Regions from separate parts of the Callithrix jacchus genome. Here region 1 is linked to region 2. A link is a contact called in public Hi-C data. All regions are on one chromosome and are shown on one strand. The core of a region is the stretch at or near the end of the contact, and the rest is flanking DNA. Distances in the headings are between cores, read along the strand shown.

Region 1 (4,908 bases), core at 942-3,441, 330 kb after region 2:
CCGCCCATCAGCCCTAAGGTGATCGCAGCCCCTTTCTGGTCACTGAATGTGTTCACCCCAGACTTCTGCGGCAAGGCTGGGGTAGGGGGGAGATGTTCTTTGTGCACAGGTGCCCCTAGTCCCTTACCCCTAGTGACCATTCACACACAGAGGTGAACAGCCCCTTGAGGACCTGGAGGCGCCTGGGCCAGGTGGAGATGCCCAGAGTGGAGAGCAGAGAATCCCAGTGCCTAGCACAGTGACTGGCACACGGAAGGCACTGAAGCATTTGTTGGATGAAGAATGAATGAATGAATGATTGACTGATCTCAGGCCCAGGCAGCAAGGCCTGGTGTGCAGGGTGGCTCCTGGCAGGCTTCAGGGATAGGGAGGGGACAGAGAGGGTATTGGGAGAGCCACGGGAAGGCAGCCCTTTCTGACTTGGGAGGGAAACAGAAGGTGAGCTGTGTTTCTAGGGAAACACCCCCTCTGATGCTTGGCACCCAGGAACCCCAGATCACCCCAGTGCAGACACCCCACAGTTCTCCAGGAGGTACCACAGTGGGGCTGGTAAAGCCACGGTCTTTGGATTCAGACATTTCTGGGCTCCAGTCCACCCCTCAATGGTGGGACCGGTTGCCTCAATTTTCCCATATGCACAGGGGACTGATAGCACCACGTGCTGCACAGGTTTGCTGGGGAGGCCATGTGAGAGGTGCCAGCTCAGCACATTTGGCCTGCCATTGTTATAAACAACAGCACAGGAGAGTGGGGAGCAGAGCAGGCCAAATCGCCGGACTCCCCTGTGCTACTGACCTATGGGGTGGCTTTGGACAAGGCCCAGCCTCACTGCAGACCTTAGTTTACCCATTTGTGCAGCCAGGCCCTCCTAACTTGGACAAGACTTGGCCCTTCTCCAAGCCCCACAGAGACATCAGAGACATGTGCACACAGCCCCTGGGACTGCCGACAGACACACAGGCACACGTAGACACGTACACACAGGCACGCAGACACAGACACAGACTCACTTTCAGCCCCCACCCAGCGCCCTCCCACCCGCTCACGCTCGCTCACACTCATGCTCACACTCACACCCCCTTGCCCCAAAATCTGCTGAGCACCAACGGTTGGTGCAGGAGGGGTTGAGAACGGGAGGAAAAAAAGCCCACGACTCAGCCCGGGAAGAGGGGTGCGATGGGGGGAGGGCGGGCGAGGGAAATGACAGCCCGCGGTCCCCCTCGAGTCCCGGCTCATGAATATTAATGCGGCGGTAATTAAAATGCAGGGACTCAGCAGGATGGATGCGGCTGCCTCCGGAGCGCGGGGGAGCGCTGCGTCTTTGCAGGCGGGTGTAGTCCGCTCTTCGCAGGCGAAAGCCTGGCCGGGCTCCGGGGTCCGCGGCCTAGGGCCTGGGGCCGGGGAGGGAGGGGACGCACTTTTCGGCGTCCCGAGTGTCCCCGCCCCCCCAGACCCCCGCGGCGGCCCCTCCGCGCCCTGCCCCAGGCCGGGCCGCCCGCCAGGCCGCCGTTTCCCGGAGCCGGCCTCCTCCCGCCCTCGCGATCGGCTGATGTCATCTGCATACAACTTTCCGCTTCCCGGCCCGTCTCGGGGCCCTGAGTCACCGCCGCCCCCGGCCCCGGCGCTGGCCCGCGGCTCTGTTTGTGCAGGGCGAGGCCCCGCGGCCCGGGCCTGACGTCAGGCTGGCAGGGCCTGGAACCGCCCCGCGCCGCGGCCCCCTGGGGGCAGGACAACGCCGCTAGGGGCCTAGGGCCCGCACGTCCTCGGAATGCGGCTTCGAAGCCGGAGCCGCCCGGTGCCGCCGCCTGACCTGAGCACGCGCCTTCAACTCTGTGAACTTCGGCTTCCTCATCTGCCACTTGGCAGACTCAGCTCAGCGAATCTTCCTAGACTTAGGGGGTGAATTGTACAGTTGGGTAAACCGAGGCCCAGAGATGGGAAAAGGATCACCCAAGGTCATACAGTCACCTTGTATGGAGTTACAAGTCCTTTCTGCGGGGTCCCACTCTGTCATGCACGTGTTACCTAAGAGAGCTTCCTGGCCTGTGCTGAGAAAACTGTACCTACCTCATCTGAGGAGGTGGGGGGAGCTCTACAGCAGGACCCCTAGGCTGGAGCCCAGGTCAGGCCACTCCACTTCTGGCCACAGTTTTCTCATCTTTAGAAAGGTGCAGTGACAGTGTGAGGACCTATGGCGTCCCCCAGAACACAAGGGCAAAGGAGAACACAGCCACTGCAGTTTGAAGCCCATGGGGCAGGTGAGTCACTGTTGTCCCTACTGGGTCACTGTTGAAGGCACTAAGGTCACTATTGGTGTCACTACTGAAGTCAGGTGAGAGGGCCCTCTTGAAGTCAGGCCACCTGGGTGCAAATCCTGGCTCCTGCTTCTGGCTCCTGCAGCCAGTAGGCCTGGGAAAATGTGTTCATGCCGGAAATGCCTGCCCAGCCTGTGCCCAGTCACACTGAGCAAGTGCCCCAGGAATGTCCTGAGCCCAGATTTACTGAGGGGAAACTTAAAACCGTCTGGGTACTGGGTTGGGATCCCAGGCCCTGTGGCCTCCCAGAGGCTTAGTTGAAAGCTCTGGCTGTCACTCCCTGACCTCCACCCAGCACCTGCCCCTGTCCAGGCCTGCCCTCCACCCCTCCACCTGGTCAGTGGTGGCTCCACCTCCTCCCAGCCCCTCTACCCTTCCAGGCCATACACACCCTCAAGCTAAGGAGCTCACACTGGTAGAGGAAGGCCTGCCCTGTCCCTCCCACACACTGCCTCTCCCTCCCTGCCCCAGCCTCACTGGAAGCTTTCAAGCCCTCCGGTGCTCCAGGCTGCCTCTCCAGGCCTTCAGGCTTTGCACGTGCTGTTCCCTCTCCCAGTTTCCTGGTTAACTCCTCCGCCTCCATCCCCGACAGGCTCTTCCCCTGGAGAGTGTCCCAGTTAGCACCACCCCACAACACACACACACACACCAGCACACACTCCCCACATCACAGGGACCACATCCCACACAGCCACAGACACACTGCATGACACAGATCACAGGCACAAAGGTGCATGCTCCAGCATGCATGTGCACACACACACACTCCATATGCTGATACACTTATGCCCTGACCCCCACAGACCTTTCAACACATACCTCACATGTTCTGACACACAGTAAACACACACAGACCACATGGCTTGTGTCTGGGCTGCCCTGGTGCCCTCCTCTAGGCTCGTCCAGCCCCCAACCTCGGCCTTTACCCCTCCGTGAGGACAGGGACCCCTCCATCTCCATTTTCCTCCATTTCGGTTTAGGGCCCTGCACCAAGTCTCTCCCAGCTACTGCCTGGACCCGGACCCCTCCCACGGTCACCACTGTCACAGTCCCACCTCCTTCAAGGTCTCAAACACCCCTCCCCAGCTTCTGGCAGGAGCCACCCTCACTCCCTCTATTGCCCCTCCAGGACCAGGCTTCACGCTCACATCACCCTCACCTGGGCTTGGGGTGCCCCACCCCCACCCCAGGCCCTGGCCTCTGAAATATTTGGTGACTTTGAACTGGGCCAAAGGCTTAAGCTCACGTATGTCCAGAGCATCAACTTTCTCCTCTGCAAAATGGGCTAACACTAAAAGCACCTTGCAGAATCTCAGCATGGTAGATATTGTTAGCACAGCCAGCAGACTTCTGTGGGCTGAGTTTGTGGGTAACCCAAGCCTTGGCAGGGACAGTTCCTCCCCAGGTGAGTGTTCTACCCCCAGTGAGCATCCCGGTGCCCTTCCTGCAAATCAGGTCCCTGAGACACTTAGTGCGGAGCCCTGCGTGTGGGGCATTTGGTGGGGGTTCCTGACAAGCTACTGCGGTTGTCTGTTCCCTCTCTTTTTTTTTTTTTTTTTGAGACGGAGTTTCTCTCTTGTTACCCAGGTTGGAGTGCAATGGCGCGATCTCGGCTCACTGCAACCTCCGCCCCCTGGGTTCAGGCAATTCTCCTGCCTCGGCCTCCTGAGTAGCTGGGATTACAGGCACGCGCCACCATGTCCAGCTAATTTTTTTGTAATTTTTAGTAGAGACGGGGTTTCACCATGTTGACCAGGATGGTCTCGATCTGTTGACCTCGTGATCCACCTGCCTCGGCCTCCCAAAGTGCTGGGATTACAGGCTTGAGCCACCGCGCCCGGCCCTGTTCCCTCTCTTTAGGGGGAGCTTCCAAGGGTGGCCTGGGCTCACGTGGGCTCCTTCAGTCCAGCAGAGCACTCCCTGGCTGCCCAGCCTGTGGAGAGAACTTGCTGAGCAGGGTGGTGAGCCCCTCCCCAGGGTGACCAGAATCAGAAGACAGGGCAGGCGGCAGGACCCGGGATGGAGGGAGAGCAGCTGAGCTAACTGCCCTCGTCCTCCCTTCCCTTCAGGTTTTAGGGCCCTTCCCATGCCCCAGCAGGAACCCAGCGGCTCACGGGACCCCGGACTTAAGGATGGGGCACTTTACCCATATGCAGAGATGAGAAACAGAGACCCCAGGAGGGAAGGGACTGGGCACAGGGTGAAACAGCCAAGGGCTGCGCCTGTGTTTCCATCTGCCTCCCTCCTGCCTGTGCTGGAGTCACATGCTTGTGTGCAGGAAGCAGGAAGACAGCCGCTGCCCTCACAGGCTTAGGGTCTAGCAGAGTCCACAGGGAGCACAGGCGAGTAAACAAAGGCAGGGAGACAGAGGAGGGCAAGGAGGGGTGCCGGGCTGGGGAGCAGGGGGTTCTCATGCTCAGGGGTATAAACGCATGGACCCATATGCAAGTCCCAGAGTTTCTTCCAGAACTCCCCCCCACCCCCACGAGATGGAGTCTTAGTCTATTGCCAGACTGGAGTTCAGTGGCGCGATCTTGGCTCACTGCAACCTCTGCCTCCACCTCCCGAGTAGCTGGGATTACAGGCACGCACC
Region 2 (5,386 bases), core at 919-3,418:
CAGTGTCCGAGAGTGTCGGGGTGTCAGGCGCCACCCCCGAGTCCGGGAGACGGATGGAGGAGGGGAGGAGAACGGAGCCAGAGGGGCGGGGAGAAGAGGGGTTCAAGACACCCGCCCCGGGAAGAAAAGAAAAAAAAGTTGAAGTGTTTTCATTTCTGCCTTCTCATTTTGAGAACTTTGGAGTCCGCCCCCAGAGAGGAAATGTGACCCAAACGTCCCTTTCGGAGATAGAGTTTGCCTTTGTTTTTGCTCAGGATTTCACAAGACCCATTCCTCACCCCTCGGAGGGGCTCGGGAGAGCGTAACGTCGGGCTTCCGGGGTCTGACAACTGATTGGAATCGGGGTCTCAGGTCCTGCGCCCTCCTGCGCTGCGCCCCCAGCGCCCTGCCTCGCCCCCGGCTGCCCGGCACCTCCTCCGGGCAGCAGCCCTCTCTCACGTGGCAGGCTCCTCGCTAAACACCACTGCAATCACTACAATAAAAAGAAAAAAAGAGTAGGAGAAACACAAAGCATACTTAAATAGGCGCTTTTTCTCTCTGCAAAAATAAAGTCCAAGATTTTAGATTTCTTTTTTTTATTTTACAATTTATAAAACATCAGCCGCCTCCCCCAGCTCGTCCCAGCTCAGCCCCGAGTGGCCCGGCGCCCGCTCGTTCCCTCCTCTCGCCCCTTGGCCGAGTCTTTGTCTGGCCCCAGCCCCGCGGGGCCCCGGGTCCCTGTGCCCTCGGGGGTCCCTAGAAGGCGACAATGGCTCGAGTCCAGGCGCCGAGGCTGGCGAGCGCCTGCTTGGCGCACAGCTGCCCGTTGAGCGGCGGCGGCTGCTCCGAGGAGTCCGGCTGCCGGCTCACCAGCCCCGAGAAGCCCGAACCAAAGATGGAGATCAAGTTTGAGATGTTGGACGCGTCCGGGGACGAGTCCGGGCAGAAGTCCTCGAAGCGGGCGCGCTTGCAGGGGGCGAACGGGGCGCCCCCGGGGGGCTCGGCCCCCAGCTCGCCCGCGTCCTCCTCGTCGTCGTCTTCCTCCTCCTGGCCAGGGTAATACTTGCGCTTGCAGCCGGCGGCGGACGCCAAGCCAGGTCCCGGAGCGCCCTGGCCACAACAGGGGCAGTGGGCGGAGGCGCAGCAGTCCTGGTGCAAGTAGCCGTTCTCCACTGTGGTCACCACGTGAGTGTCCAGGTCCAGCACGGTGGTCTGGCTGCTGCAGTGCACGCCGAAGTCCGAGGGGGCCGGGTATGCGCCCCGGTAGAAGCCGGGGGAGGAGGCGGGGGCCGGGGAGGCTGGCGGAGAAGCGGTGGCGGCCGGAGGGGCAGCCCCTGGGGGCGCGGAGGGCGCGGAACAGGCGGCCGGGGCGCGAGGGTCCCGCGGGCAGAGCGCAGCGGGTGCGGGCGGCAGCGGCAGCGGCAGCGGCAGCGGCGCAGGACCCGGCTGCAGAGGCTCCAAGGGCTGCCCGCGGTGGGGCGCGCCGTGCGGCGGCTGGAGCGCGGCGCACCCGGGCAGCTCCGAGAGCGCCCCCGCGCCGCCCGCGGGCGCCCCGGCCGCCGCCGCGCAGCCCCTGGGCGCCGGGTGCTGGTGTTGGTGCAGCTGCTGCTGGAGGTGCAGCTGGTGGAGCTGGTGGAGCTGGTGCAGCTGGTGCCGGGCGGCCGGCTCGCGCGCCTCCGCGTCCCCGCCGCCTCCAAGTTGGAGCGGGCCGAAGTCGGCCGCGCTGGCCGGCATGCCCGGCGCCGCGTACGCGAGGTGCTGGTGCTGGTGGTGGGGCGGCTGCTGCTGTTGCTGCTGCTGCTGGCGCCGGTAGAGCTCGGCGTAGCGCTCGCTAAGGTAGAGCTGGCGCGCGTTGCGGAGCACGTAGGACACCAGGAGGTTCTTGTGCAGCTTGATGCCGCCGCGCTGGGTTCGGGAGCTGTGGATCTTGCGCAGAGAAATGCTGATCAGGCTCTGGGCGTCCAGGGCGCACTCCATGCTCCCGCGGAGACGGCGGCGGAACAGCCGCCGCCGCTGCTGCTGCTGCTAACGCTGCTGCTGTTTCTGCTTCCAGCCGGCCGCCGGGGCGCGCCGGGCAGAGGGAAAGGAGCCTGGGTCAGCGGGTCGGCTGCGCTCCGAGAGGAGCCGCCACCATGCGCTGCGCGCCACCCGCAGGCTCGCGCTCCCCAGACGGCGCCAAAGCAATGAGCCTCGGCCGGCCCCGGCCCCGGCTATTTAGCCGGGTGCCCGGGCCCCGCCCCACCTGCGTTGAGCCAATAGGAGCGCCGAGAGGCTCCCGAGTGACAGGCGCTGCCCGCCCCGGGGCTACTCGGCTGGCCAATCAGACCAAGGCGGTTCCTTTGTGCTATTCAAATACCGAACGGACCCCGGGCCTCCAACGCCGCCGCTGCCTCGAATGTTCTCCTGGGGCCGCCGCGCCGCGCGGGACTCAGAGCCGCTGGGGCTGCAGTCTGCAGCATAGGTCGCCTGGCAGCGGCTACGTTGGAGCCCGCGGCTGCCCTCGCCTCAGGTCCCGGGAGTCGGGGGTCGGCTCACCTGAGTGCTGCGGCCACGGCTCCTCCCCCTTCCGCACGGCTGGGCCTCACCTGCGGCAGGTGCGCGCAGCTCCCGCTCTGGGCCGCGCGGCGCCTCCACCTGCTCACCTGTCGGCCCCCTGGTGACCCGCGGGAGCCAAGGCCTCGCTACAGGAGGCTGGTGGGGCCGCCGGCTTGACACTGGGGGGCATCAAAGGAGCGAGGTTTTGGGGGTACCTTTCACCGCAGGGAATGCCGAGTGGCCTCTGGGAATGCTTGCGGGAGGGAGGTCCTCCCCGTTTGTCTGACTGGAAAACCCAAAACATCATGAATTTTGACCTTCTCTGATGGAGAGAGTTTCGAGGCCAGGAAGTGTTTGGACCTCGCGACCAACTGAGGCCCAAAGGCGTCTTAAGAGCCGACTCTGAGTTTCCTAATCACTGGCTCAGTAACCTTTCCTTTCGTGCCTAACTAATAATAATGACAATAGGGACTATTATTATGGGCCTAGTATGGGGCAGGCCCTTCCCGGCAATTCCCGAAATCTTGACTCCAACGTTTGCAGAGGAGGGGCCTGAGGCTGGAGGGACATGGGGAACCACACTTCCTAGCGGGCAGAGCTAGGATCTGGGACAGGACCCTGCGCTCCAGATAGGAGGTGAAAACCAAGGCCTTTGAACTCACCGACTCAACTTTTGTTGACAGTTTTCCTTCTTATCCCGAACCATTCAGGGGTCACCTTCTCGCAGGTGGGGGCTGAGGCAATGGGAGAGACAGGGTTGCTGATTCCTGGGTGCTCTATCTGGACCGAGAAGCATGAAGGATGCTGATTGCTGCTTCCAGGAGGTTTCAAAGTTGCCTAGGGTGGAGGCTGCCCAGACAGCTCCAGAGGCTCTTGGAAGTGGTCTGGAGGTTTGCCTGAGGAGGGTCCATGAGTAGAACCTTGAAGGATGAACAGGGTCTGCAGAGTCTCCCAGACATAGGTGGACCTTGTGGGGTTGGGCTCAGGGGAGGCCCGTGAGCAGCCGTTCTGCTGTTCCACCTCCTCCTCAGGGGGTCTTCTGAGTCTCTGCGTTTTGAGGCTTCCTTCTGAGTTCTCAGCACCTACTTCATCCTTTGATGGGAGTGGAGAGGCCCACAGCCACCCTGTGGTCTCTGGGTCTTTCTTCAGTCTTAAGAATTGTTTCCGCAAACAGTTTCTTAGCATCTTCTCCATGCCAGGCGTTGAGCGTGAGAACAGAGTTAGCGGTTGTTTACCTTATTTTTGCGATGAGGAAACTCAGACGCTGACAGTGTGAGATTTGCCTAGGATCACATGGCCCTAGACCTGGTGCTTTGTCTCTTCTGGGGCCCCTTCATATAATCTCAAACTGGTTTGAGTCCCTGTGACCCATAGCACCTCTCCAGGCCTCCTTCCAGAGAAGCTGGGTTTGAAATTTCAGGAGACTTCGGAGAAAGGATGTCCTTCCTACATTTTATTGGTGATAGAGACCTCCAAAGCTTTGGAACTTGCTCAGGTGATAACACGTAGAAGTAGATAAATACACTGTCCCTCACTTCCCTGGTGTCTGTCTTCAAGGCACTCAAAGACTTCATTTTTTCATGTTTGAAGTTCGCCTTTGAGACGTCACTAGCACGCAGAAGGAACTGAGAGCTCCTACTGGCTCTGCAGTGGTGGGGACTCTGCATGCAACAGTGGCTGGGCAATCCACAGTTCTGGCACGTTGCAAGCCCACAGCTTCAGAAAACATCGACCCTGATTTCGGGCCTTCTTTCTATAGTGGCCCAGTGTTTATCGGGGGAAAATAAGAGTTTACGTACCTTGCCTGAGGTCACACACCAAGAAGGGGTGGAGTCAGGATCTGAGCCCAGGCCCGTCTGTTTCCAGGGTGGGAGTTCGCCAGAGGTTCCTCCAAATCAGCATCCAATGTCAATGGTGCCGAGGCCAGTTCTCAGGTCCAGCTCAGGATGAAAGTGACCTTGCTTTGATCGACCTCCACCACTTTCCTCCCAAGTGCTCTGGGACCAGGGCCCACAAGGAAGTAAATGTCGGCCCTAGCCCCAGCCCCTCATTCAGCGCTGCACCCCAGAACACGGTTCTGGGTACCCAGATGGAGATGGACAGGCAGGGATGGAGGTGGACTTCCAGCTACAGGGTAGGGCAGAGGGACCAGGCCCCACACGTGGGCAGCTCGTCGTGGCACCTCCTAGTCCCCCACAAGGTGAGTTTTGAGCTCTTTGAAGTTCCTTTCATTCCCTGGGGCCAGCTGAGAAGTGCTTAGCCTCTTCTGGGTGGCCCCATCCTCTGGGGCTGTTGGGAGCCCACACTCCATCTCTCCTATTTCTCAAGAACTGAGAAGTGGGCTCGTGGGGAGGGCTCAGCAGTTGTGCAGCTTCATAAAAACCCTTGATCTTTTTTGAGGTGGCCTGGGAAGGGAAGGCGCCACAGCTGTCGTCAGAAAAACCTTGCTGAAGGAGGCAGTGGGACAGCTGAACTCTTTGGTGACCCAGGGAGTGGTGTGCCCTGAGGGGCACACAGTAGGAGTTCACAGATGTTTAGAGAATGGGTGGTTTGCGCACTAGCCTTCTGTTGGGATACATGAAGGTTCAGGGCAGGGGACTGTGATGGTTCAGGGCAGCGAGTGTGCGCGTGTGTGTATCTATGTGCACACGTGTCGGGAGAAGGTACCCTCATCTGCACCCCATGAAGGGGGATAGGCCCACATGAGACAAGGATGGACTGGCCTGATTTGTCTGAGCACCTGAGAAAGGTTGGGGATCTCACCTTTCCCCCCAGAGCTGGGGAGATTACATCTGGCACTGAGTCACTGCTCCCTGAAGGAAGTTAATTACTGCCTCAATATTTACCGAGTGTCTGCTGGGACAGCATGGAG

Evidence for each region. A called contact is a pair of places that touch in the nucleus more often than the background predicts.
Region 1: a contact with region 2 is called in a Hi-C map of skeletal muscle, with 4 times the contacts expected there. The contact joins the promoter of LOC118151379 here to the promoter of IER5L in region 2. A contact is called at or near these places in 2 of 3 Hi-C or Micro-C datasets (induced pluripotent stem cells and skeletal muscle).

The regions. Positions count from the first base shown.
Region 1 is chr1:178,076,478-178,081,385 of calJac240_pri, forward strand. LOC118151379 reads left to right here and starts at 2,192. Exons shown (of 5, transcript XM_078346196.1): 1 at 2,192-2,258; 2 at 3,098-3,491; 3 at 3,493-3,532; 4 at 3,534-3,720. The coding sequence starts at 2,192.
Region 2 is chr1:177,748,252-177,753,637 of calJac240_pri, forward strand. It overlaps IER5L (immediate early response 5 like), which reads right to left and starts at 2,169. Exons shown (of 1, transcript XM_035260037.3): 1 at 1-2,169. The coding sequence starts at 1,956. The coding sequence ends at 736.